2 separate regions of the Capsicum annuum genome follow, and region 2 is linked to region 1. Evidence: chromatin contacts called from public Hi-C data. All regions are on one chromosome and are shown on one strand. Each heading gives the region's core, a stretch centred on a gene start, on an enhancer-like site or on the middle of the called end of the contact. The rest is flanking DNA. Distances are from core to core; before and after follow the strand shown.

The links. Hi-C and Micro-C count contacts between places; a contact is called where the count stands out from the background.
Region 2: a Hi-C map of leaf shows a contact between it and region 1, with 3 times the contacts expected there. The contact joins two enhancer-like sites. A contact is called at or near these places in 2 of 5 Hi-C or Micro-C datasets (both in leaf).

The regions. Positions count from the first base shown.
Region 1 is chr9:57,587,142-57,593,213 of UCD10Xv1.1, reverse strand. No RefSeq gene overlaps it. Among protein-coding and RNA genes, the nearest start is that of LOC124887326, 81 kb to the right of the region's middle. Within about 2 kb of position 1,748, at least 5 of the 5 cell types and tissues checked have an H3K27ac peak or open chromatin away from gene starts, as enhancers often do. A contact at or near this core is called in leaf, where this site is marked.
Region 2 is chr9:57,780,945-57,786,942 of UCD10Xv1.1, reverse strand. No RefSeq gene overlaps it. Among protein-coding and RNA genes, the nearest start is that of LOC107841532, 58 kb to the right of the region's middle. Within about 2 kb of position 4,637, at least 1 of the 5 cell types and tissues checked has an H3K27ac peak or open chromatin away from gene starts, as enhancers often do. A contact at or near this core is called in leaf, where this site is marked.

The sequences.
Region 1 (6,072 bases), core at 499-2,998:
AATTAAATGAATTGTTGAACTATTTTTAAGTGTCCAAATAAATGAATTATTGATTATTCAAGAGACATGTTGAAAATTTCTTTTAATTTTACCATCTCATTTAATAAGGTTCTTAAATACTTTACATTTTTTAGGAGAATAAATTTAAGATAATTAAAAGGATAATAGCGGGAAGTAACGTACAATTTATGTCCTAAAAGATTTTTCTTAAGAGATTTGTTATATTTCAACAATTCATTTATTTTGGAGTACATGAAGTATGTTGTTTCATTAGTACCTTCATCATTAAATGACTATTCAAAGTATATATACTCAAATTTATATTTTTAAAATATAATTAATAAGATTAATTTGATAAAATAAATAATTAATAAATATTTTTTAAAGGGGTATTAAATTGATAAGGATCAACTATATATTTTAACACGGAAGGTGTAATAAATTGAGATATTGACATAAACTATCTTAAAAGTATAGTCAAAGATATGTATTAATAGTGACACTTTTTAGTGCATGAACAACTTAATTAGAAGAAAGTGTCATTGTTTTAATGTCCACTTTTATCCATTAACTGGTTGACAACTATTCTAGATTTTCCACTAAAACGATGACCTACTAGTCAAACAAGCCATTCCCTTCTTCATAAGTGGGCTTGGGAATTTCAAGTGTGCAATAAATATTTTGATGTATGTGGTACGTACTATTGCGATATCTATTTTGTGAGGAAATTATTTAAGTTGGAGTTGAAAAGACAGCTACTTTTAAAAAAGGCAAAATAGCTTGGTGATTTTTTGTAATTGATCTGATTTGTGAAGTGAATACTTCTGATTAACCCTTTGTCATTTGAATCCCTCAATTTAATAAAATTTAATATTTTAAATTCTATTTCGATGTGTGTAACACAACCATCTCCACATCATTTTTAAAATTACATCAAATTTCACGTCATTTTTAAAATGCTACATAAGAAATTAAGTATAAAATAAATTTAATTAAATATTTTTTTTATAAATTCTAGAAAAATTGAAATAATCACATTTTCATTTTTGCTCACAAATTAAGCATCAAATTCATTTCAGGTAATTAAAATTTCTTTCCAACTAATTTAAATATTTAACTATAAATTCATATATATATATACATAATGAATTTTCGATTTTTAAATTGAATATCTTTAATAAATTCATAAAAACTTTAAGTTTTTTCAAGCTTATTCATGAAATTCACTAAGTTTTCAATATCCGTTATCTCTTACTTTCAATTCAAATTAGACCAACATGGGTTTTGGAGCAGTGGATGGAGCTGCTTCACCCTTAACCAGAGGTCGAGAGTTCGATCCTGGGAATGGAAAAAATTTTGTTAGGAGCGCTGCCACTTTAATGGGCTATATCCGAATTAGTCGGGGCTTCAATGCGGGCACCGAACACCGAATGGGAAAAAAGAATTAATTTAAATTTTAATCCAAAAAAATATATGAAAAGATTTCAAATTTAAATTTTAATTCAAAAAAAATATGAAAAGATTTGAATTGAAAAGAAAAATTTTTAAAATAAAATAAAAAGTGAGCTGTTTTTTTGGTTTGGGGGGAAGGGCTACAGCGGAGAAATTGGGGAGGGGGCAGGTGCGATTTGGGGGGTGGGGGGTTGGCTGCTGTGAAGGAAGGGGGTTGGGAAGGGTTGTAGGTGGGTGAGGGCTGGTGCATTGGGCGTGGGGTGGCCGGTGTGAAGGAAAGGGGTGGGGAAAGGGCTGTAGGTGGTGCTGGGGAGGGAGCTGAGGGTGGGGGTGCTGGACGGGGGTAGGGGTGGGGTGAGGAATACTGGACGGGGGTGAGGGGTGAGGAGTGGGGGTGGGAGGTGTTGGACGGAAGTGGGGCGAGGAGGTGAGGGGGTGCTGGACGGTGGGGAAATGGGTTGGGGCACTTTAAAACCTTTTTTCTTTTTTAACATTTAATTATTTTTTATTTTAAAAAAAATAAATAAATTAAAAAAATTATACCACGCGCTTAAAAAATGCGTGTAAACACGCGTTTTACCAACTCAGACATGTGTTTTGCCAACTCAATAATTTAATGTCATAAATGCATAAGAAGGTTCAAAATATTGAATTTTAATGAGTTGAGGGGTTCTGATAACAAATGACTACGTAGAAGTATCCACTTTACAAACGAAAATAAATACAGAGGTGCACCGAGCTATTTTGCCTTTAAAAAACATTATGATTTTTATTCAGACAAAGACAAAATATTTCAAATGAAATTCGTCTATCGCCAAATACTCTTTTTCATTTGTTACTCCACATACTCTTTCTTCAATGTCAATGGAATATTGTACAAACACCTACAATTTCTCTTCAAAATGGCAACTTCAAAATGGCAAGTAAATTGTAAGTATAGACAAATAATGCTTTTCCTTCATATAAAAACATATAAGTAAAATCCATATTCAAATAATTTTTTTTTCCAAATACTCTTTTTCAACTTCTACTTCACACTCTTTTTCAATAAGGACACGTGGAAACCTAAAAAATAAATGCAGGGATATAAATTATATGAATTTCCATATATGCCATTTGTCGTCCACCAAAGCTTTCACTTATTAAAGCATGTCAAACGGGTCGGGTTGACCCGGCCCAAACCAGCCCATTTAAGAAAATCAGTTTGATTTGACCCAGCTCAATCAGCCCATGGATTGTAGGATATCGGGTACCAGGCCGATTTATTTTTTTGGTTGGGCTCGGTTAATCCGACCCGGACCAAGCTCGGTCCGGGTTCATCGATTAACCGGCCCGATTTACTTTCTTTAAAAAAAGAATTGGGCTTTGAACCGTTGGGCCCAAACTAGCTGTTGGTCCAACGACTATATAGTCATTTTTGGATCCAAACGGCTAGTTTGGCCTTTTTTATTAAAAAAAAATAAAATTTACTTTTAAAATTTTTTTTAACCCCAAAAAGGTTAAAAAAAATTCTATAAATATGCTACACTTTCAAATCATTTTCCACACAATTTTTCATTCTCTCAATTCTCGTTCTCTCTCAATTATCAATTCTCAAACATTCTATATGTTTAATTTTGCTAAAGTTCTCACTTTAATTTTTTAATTTTGCGATTACGAAGTACGAGTGGAAGTTTCTAAAGTCGCAACCTTCGGATACTTCCAAAATTTGGTATTGTCGTTCCATCTCTTACGTTTAATTTTTATTTAATGTATTAATTGTTGAATATTTAATTTTATTACATTTGTGTATTTTGAATTTTTTTAGTTTAATTTATATTATGAATAAATTAAGAAACCTCGTTACTAAAGATGTTAAAATTTTTGTCCCGAAAGTGGTAGTGGTAGTAAAAAGTGAATTACTACCGGTAGAGGTACTTCAAGTAATAGATATACCCGTGTGCCTTCGGCGCCGCTTAGTCAACCTTTTGAGGAAGAAGTAAGCGTACCTTTAGGTGTAGGAGCCCACGATATTAATTATGTAGAAGCTCAGAAAAATTACGGTATAGAAAAAAAATAAAGTAGATGCGGTTAATATAGACGAAGATGATGAAAATATTGGTGAGACACCCACAGTAGAAAAATGCTAACGTTAGATTTGAATCGGTTAATCTCTCTCTCCGTCCTCCCCGTGCCCCAAGAGCTCGTAAAACAACTAGTATTGCATGATAATTTTTTGAACGTATATCAGATACTGAGGTGTAATGCAATATTAGTCAACAAATATATAAGCATAAAAGCGGAGGCAAGCAAGGGGGTACGGGTACGTTAATGAGACATATAGGTGATGCTCACGAAAGAGAGTTAAATATTGCACGAGCTGGTGCGGATGTTAGTGGGCCAACGCAAACTAGAATGGACCCAGCAACCGGTCAGGTAATGAAGAAGTATAATAAATTGAGAGACCGGGAAGAAATAATTTAAATGGTAGTTGTGGGTTGTTTGCCTTTTAGTTTTCATTCTTCTGATGTCTTTATTCATTATATTCAAGCAATTTTTAATCTTATGTTTAATGGTATTCCTAGAAGTACTTGTCGGGCCGATATTTTTAGACTTCATTCACAATATTATTTTTATTTATCAACATTGTTAAAAAAACATTCAATATAGAATGTCCCTAACTTCTGATCTTGGGCGTACTGTAAATAAAAATGATTATTTAACTATTACTTGTCACTATATAGATAGTAGTTTTATTATGCAAAAATGTATTCTTACTTTTTTATATGATTAAGATTGTTTACTGGAGATTTTACTGTTGATTCGATTGTTAAAGTTGCAGAATTTTATGGTATCGAAAATAAAATCTTATATATTGCTTTTGATAATGCTTCTAACAACAAGACTGTTATAACAAAATTAAAATCTAAGTTATCTCTGCCGTTACCTGAAATTTTTCATATTAAGTGTGCATGTCATATATATAATTTAATTGTAAGAGATGGTCTTGAGTTTTTTGAGTTTTATATTGAAAAAATTCGGCTTGCCGTTGATTTTATTTAAGGAAATAATCCCAGAAGTAGAATTAGAGACTTTAAACTTAAATGTTAACAAAATAGACCTGCACCGATATTGATGCCTGAAGAATGTGAAATTAGATGAGATGCTGCGTATGATTTTTTAAAAACTTGCTATAAATATAGAGTTTCTATTACACTATCTTTTAACCAATATTGTGGTTCGTTTGCTGATTCTGCTGATTGCATGTTACATGATTCTGATTGGGTTGTAATTAATGATCTTGTTAAGTTTTTTGGAAAAAATTTATATAGCTACGGTTGAATTTTTCGCTGCTTATTATCCTACTGTTTGTAATATTTTGACATATATAGCCAATATTTCTGCTTTACTCAAAGAGTATAAAAATAAAGAAGGTTACAAAGATATTGTTGATTCCATGTTTGCTAAATTTAAAAAATATTTTTTTCGATTCCCCCTATTTACTTAGTTGGTGCTATGCTTAATCCGTGCATTAAATATAATCCTATGTGCCACTTTAGTACTATTATTTATGCTAATTTATAAATAAATACTAACAATGATTCTCAACAAGTACAACCTGATTTGTGGACGGCTATGGGTGATGCGAATGAATACATAGATAAATTATATAATCACTATGTTGATTTAGTTGATTTAGCTGTACTTATAAATATCACTCCAACTGTCACTCCTCATCCTCCCGAGTAGGCATCATCTTCTAAAAGGCCGGCACATAGTGGTTTTTCTGATCACTTTTATGATTTAAATTGTTGGAACAGTGTCGATGAGAGAGCTTACACATCAACTTATCGGGAAGAGCTTAAGTATTATCTTCGGTCGCCGCTAGAGGATCACAGACGACAGATCAACGCGTTGGATTGGTGGAGGAGTAATGAAACACAATATCCTGTACTTTCAAGATTAGCTAGAGATATCTTGAATGTTTCAATGTCAACCGTTGCATCGAAGAGCGCTTTTAGTCAAGGACGACAACAACTTGGATACAACCGACATTCATTGGGAAGCAATGCAATGACTGTTCTCGTTTGCCTCAGAAATTGGATTAGAACCGAACAAAGAAATCAAGGAATGGAAGCGGGACCGAACGACGAGCAGAGACTTGAAGAAATTATGACTTTAATGGAGAACTCAGCAAAATCAAGTCCAATGCATAGTTTTGCCCCGATTGACTTTGACTATCCTATGCACGTTCCCGTTAATATTAACATGAATGAGTTGGAGAAAATGATGCAAAATTTGTAGATTTTTCATTCATATAAATTATAAATTTTGGATCATTTTACAATAAATAAAATTCAACATTCATTCATTCCTTAGTCCTTACTTTGTAATTTTTTCCATTTAATGATTTAAATTGAATTTCTAGTTTAAATTAAAAACTTAGTTTTAATATATTATTAATTTACTATTAAGTATTATACTATTATTAATTTATTATATTAAGTAGCATATGTTTTATTTAAAATAGTGTATATATTTTCTAAAATAATATATATTTAACGTATACATGTGTATATGTTTTATAAATTAGTGTATAACTATATATATAGACACACTATATATATAGTTATACACTAA
Region 2 (5,998 bases), core at 3,388-5,887, 190 kb before region 1:
GACCTAACAGGAAATAGCTGATTTTTCTTACTTATAACTTCTTGTGCATTAAATAAATTGAGATTTAAAGAAAGTATTTATACTTGGTGGAATGAAAGAATTCAGGAGGATTGCATTTTTAAGAGGTTGGATAGGATTTTTGCTAATAATTAGCTTATAAAAATCATACCTCATTGTGAAGTTCATCATTTGATCAGGCAGGGATCAGACCATGCACCCCTTCATGTTATTGAAAATACTTTACAAATGCATTTGAATAAATCTTTTAGGTTCCTAAACTTTTGAATCAAGCATAAAGACTTTCACAAAATAGTTCAAGAGGTTTGGCAGGGTAATATCTCAGGATCTCCTTATCAAGTGGTGCATGAAAAATTAAAAAAAGTTATTCTTGTTGTTTGGAGTAAAGAGACTTATGGAGACATCTTTGTGAAGGTGTCAACGCTTGATGATGTGATTAAAGTCAAGGAAGATCAATTTAAAATTCAACCCTCTCCAGAAAATAGAGAGGAACTTAGTAAAGCAGAAGCAGATTTAAAAAGAATGTTGAAGATTGAGGAGGAGTTTTCGAAACAGAAGGCTGAAATGAAATGGTTTAAAGATTCAGAAAGGAACACAAAATTTTTCCATTCATATGTAAAAAGGAGGAGAAGAAAATTATAGATTGCTGAGATACAAACAAAACAAGGAAATGTGATAACTACTCCACAGAATGTTGGGGAGGAAGCAGTGAGTGTGTTCATAGAGAAATTTAAGGAAACTCAGAGCTTTGAACAACATGAGATCTGAAATTTCATCAACAAATCCATCACAGATGAGCAGAATGATAAAATGTAAAGGCTACCAGACAAAAAAAATGTAAAACAGGTGGTTTTCTTTTTAAATGGAGAGAGTAACAGTAGAACAGATGGATTCTCAAGAGAATTTTTTCAGGGGCTGCTGGAATATCACTGAGGAAGACATCACTAACATGATCAAAGCATTATTTTATGGAAGTAAATTACCCGGATATATCACTCATACGAATCTGGTTTTAATTCCAAAGAAAGAGGTGGTAACCACTTATGGTGATTTGAGACCTATCAAACTTTGTACTTTTGTTAACAAAATTATTTCTAAGGCTATTCACTTGAGAATTGTGGAAATGCTTCCTAATATAATTTTTATTAATCAATCTGAGTTTGTAAAGGGGAGAAACATCAGTGAAAATGTTCTGCTAGCCCAGGAAATTATTAGAGATATAAATAGGATGAACAAATTTCATAATGTGGCAGTGAAGCTGGATATGGCAAAGGCTTATGATAGGTTTCCTGAAAATTTCTAGTGGTGGTCTTGAGGAGATTTGATTTCTCAGAAAGAATGATAGATATGGTAGTAAGATTAGTGATCAACAATTGGTATTCAGTGCGTATAAATGGACAGTCCTATGGCTTCTTTCAATCTTCAAGAGGTTTAAAGCAGGGTGACCCTTTGTTACCAACTTTATTTATCATTTTAGTAGAAGTTTTGTCAAGAAATCTAAATGAACTGTTTAATGATATGAATTTTATAGGTTATGGAATTCCAAAGTAGAGCCCAGATATCAATCATCTGTCTTATGCTGATACACTATTTTATTTTGCTCTGGTCATACTTATTCAATCATGAAGATGATGGGAGTTTTGAGAAGTTATGAGGAAGCTTTTGGACAAATGATCAACCTTGATAAGAGTCTACTATATTTTCATGAGAAAATTCCTAACATTGTGAGTAGCAATATCAGAAGAATTACGAAAATCAGGCAAGGTAAACTCCCTTTTATTCACCTAGGCCGTCCTATTTTCTATGGGATGAAGAACAAAGGCCATTTAGAAGATTTGATCAAAAAAGTGATAAAGAGGATTCACTCTTGGCAGAATAGGTTACTTTCTTATGGGGGAAGATACATTTTAATTACTCATGTACTACAATCCATACCCATCTACACTCTTTCGGCTATGAATCCACTTGTCAGTGTCATCAATTAGCTCTACAAGATTTTTGCAAAGTTTTTTTGGGGTAATGCTACACGTTCAAAGAATAATTACTAGGTGAGCTGGGAGGCTATGTGCTATCCAAAAAACGAGGGAGGACTTGGTTTTAGATCATTACATGATATGTCAAAAGCCTTATTTGGCAAACTTTGATGGATTTTCAGTACTTCAACTTCCTCTTTATGGGTCTCTTTCATGTGGAACAAGTATTGTAAAAAATTACATCCTTTAATTGCTAAAGAAATTGGAGCCTCATATGTCTGTGGAAAAATAATTTCTGTAAGAGAGGAGATAGAGCACAATATATGGTGGCAAATTAAAGCTGACAACTCAAGCTTTTGATCTGATAATTGGACCAAACAAAGAGCATTATATTATGTGGACGATGAGGTTTTTTAATATGAGGAAGTGGATATCAGAAGTTTTATCAAAAATGGGGATTGGAATAGGCAATCACTTATATCAGTAATTTCTGAAGAAATGGTGGACCTTATTCTGTAAACAATGAAACCCCCTATAGAAGGCTTTCAAAATGATGTTTAATGGTGGATGGGAAATACAAATGGCCAAGTTACTGTCAAATCTACCTAGGAAAAAATTAGGAAAAGGAAAGAAAAAAAAAATTATGATTTCATTTGGAATAAAAGACTGCCTTTTAAGTATAATTTCTTCCTTTGGAGGGTGTGGATGGGAAGAATTCCAACTGATGATAACCTGAAGAGAATGAATATACAGTTGGTTTCAAGATGTTGGTGTTGTGATGTTAAAAAGGAAGAGACAATGACCCATGCTCTACTAACAACCTCCTTAGACAATAGGCTTTGGAGGTAGTTTGCTCATTTTGCAGGTATTCAAATGGAGAACATGCTGCTTCAGCAAGCAATTGTGGCATGTTGGACTAAGGATTCAAGTTCAAAACTGGCAAAAATTTTTAGAGCCATACCATCCATAATTATGTGGACACTATGGAAGAAAAGAAGTTGTGTCAAACATGGGAGATCCATGTCTTTTGCATAATGGTGTTACAAGTTCAAAAGGTCATTAAAAAGATGTTGAAAAACTTATTCCCATGGATTAAAATGAAAACATGGACATGGACGGAGGTAGTTGAGATAATGAGAGCTTACAAACCTAAGCTTCACTGTCATAAGATGAGATAATGAGAGCTCACACACCTAAGCTTCACTGTCATAAAGTAATGTGGTCAAAACCAGAAATTGGACAGCTGAAATGCAAAACAGATGGGTTAAGTAGAGGTAATCTCCTATGGTTTTTATATAAGAGATGACAAGGGAGATCTAAGATATGCTAGAACAAAATGTCAGGGGTTTTGCACTAACACTGTAGCTGAAGCAATGGCTATTACGAAGGCCTTGGAATACTGCCATAATGAAAATCTCAGGGATTTCATCTTGGATACAGATTTTTTAAGTCTTAAGAAAATGATGTTGAAGCTGTGGAAAATCACTTGGGAAATAGCAGAGATCCTGGAGGAGATAAGCAAGCTAATTCAGAATCAAAATGCTACAATCTTACATACATTCAGAGAGGGGAACATAGTTGCCGATTCATTAGCAAACGAGAGCATCGAAACAAAAGGTCATCAGGAATAACATTAATTTCGACAGCTACCAGAGAAAATAAGGAAATGCATAAACATGGACAAATACCAAATTCCTCAACTGAGAATCAAAACACGCAGAGTAGTTCAACAATGAAGAATTTATACAGATCATATGTACATAACACAACAACAACAACAACTTCAAGTCAACATTCAGGAATTAAAGATACTAATCAGAACAGAAACTGGAGAGAACCTGGTCTTGGTCAAAGACCATTTTCACAGAAGAACCATGGGTTGTAAATTGAGCTACCTAGAGAAAAGAATCTAAAGGAGAAACACAAAATGTGAGAAGCTGATAGACAGAAAAATATCAACAACAACCTCGGATTCAACCGATACACCACCCATTGGAGGAAGATTCGAAGCTTGGAGCTCCAACGGCAGCACTCCATCAACATCGATAAAGGCGACGTTAAACTTCAAAGAAGAGTACTAAGTACTCTACAAGTAGCCTTTTCAATAAAAATCAAAATTAGGAAACTTGCAGCTTCCAATTTGGGCCGGGTTATTGTTTTGGATCCGTTTTGTCGGACCATGGTCTTGTTTTGTCCACTGGGCTCTTTTATTAAATAAAATGGTCTAACCGACCAACAAAAATTCATTAAAAAAAATTATGAATAGTTATATTTTGAAATAAGACGTTGTTTAACTAAAGTACGATGTGCGAAATTAATAACGACAATAAATAATATGCACATACATTTTGAAGTTAAGATATGTCAAAAAAATAAAATGTATGACTAATTATTTAAATATATAAATAATTATATAAATGAATTTAATATTTAAAAAAGATTTAAAAGACTTGATTAGTCAAATAACAATTCGAGTTTGACACAGGAAAGTCAAAATTAGGTGTCAACATCTTTCTTCGTGATCACGAGCCCGCCACATTTTTCCTATGTGATCTTGACCAATGCTCCTCGTGACCGCAAAACTTTGCCTAGCCAAGTCTCTTTTCCCATTGTCCTTCATTCTTCTTTGCGACCATGGCACCCCATCCCACGACCACGAAGGGTGAATCACTGACATTAGAATCAGAAAAAATTGGTGCCTCATTTTATCCATTTTAGTGTCCAAAACATACACGAACCCCTCGAGATGCAAATTAAATATGCAAAATCAAACCTAAAACATGGTACATACTTGCCGGCCGGAACAGTCAAATCATCTATAAGGGGTCGTCCATGCACATATTTGACCGTGAGCAGCTTCAAATCTTCAATTGAACTAATATACTACTTAAGTGATTGAATTGTTGACGAGCCCTCGTTATTTTTCCAAAATATCCACTAAAGTATTAGATCACTATTTAGACCTATTGGAAGTAGAGCTGGGCAAAGCGTCGAGCTAGCTCGGCTCAGCTCGCATGTATTTAGCTCGACTCAACTCATTTTTCTAAAAAGCTTGACTCGTATCAACTCAGTTGTTAAAGTTTAGCCTGACTCGACTTGATCAAAGCTCGATCAACCTCTACTCGGTCAAAGCTTGACTCGATTGAGCTAGCTCGGCTCAACTCGATTTAAGAAATAATATCCATTAAATAGGCTCAATCACTAAGTACATTAAAAAGTTAACTTAGAATACTATGTTAAATTAAACATTATATAATTAATATTCAAATGCAAGTAAATTATAATTAAATTTTATTAAAATGTATGTAAATTTTTAACCACAGTGTAACTTAAGTCAAATATCATCAAATCAATTTAATTGATTTTCAATAATTAATCAGACCAAATATAATACATTTTTATATATCATTCCTTGATGCAATAAATTTAAGAATCTAATTATTAATGTGGTACAATTTGTAAAAGATCCAGCTTTGAAGTTCAATTATGTAGATTTTATTTCTAGTGATGAAGATTCTAGCTCTAATTTGATGCTTAGAGTAAACTTATTCTTACGTTAAATTTTCAATGGCATTTTAATTTAATCTAAGGGTGTTAAGTGGGCCGGATCGGGTCAACCCGGAACCGGCCCATTAAAATTAATCGGTTTGTGGGCCGGGCCGGGTTGGGGTTAAGTGGGGCGGGCGGGCCGGTTTCGGGTTAAACAGTAAATTTTTAAAAACAACTCTAACCCGGTCCATTTAACCCAACCCCGTCTAACCCGCCTAAATTCGGTCAAATCCGGTTAAAAAACTGGTCAAGCCCGATCAAAAAAATTCAATATACACTATACATACACACCTATATACATTTTAAATACGTTAAACAATATATATACATTATATATATAGCATATACTACATTAGAGTTTAAAAAATATATACTCATACACAATTACACATATATATGTAACATTTGATAAATACGACTATACATACTACTTTAAATAAAACATATATTACAACATA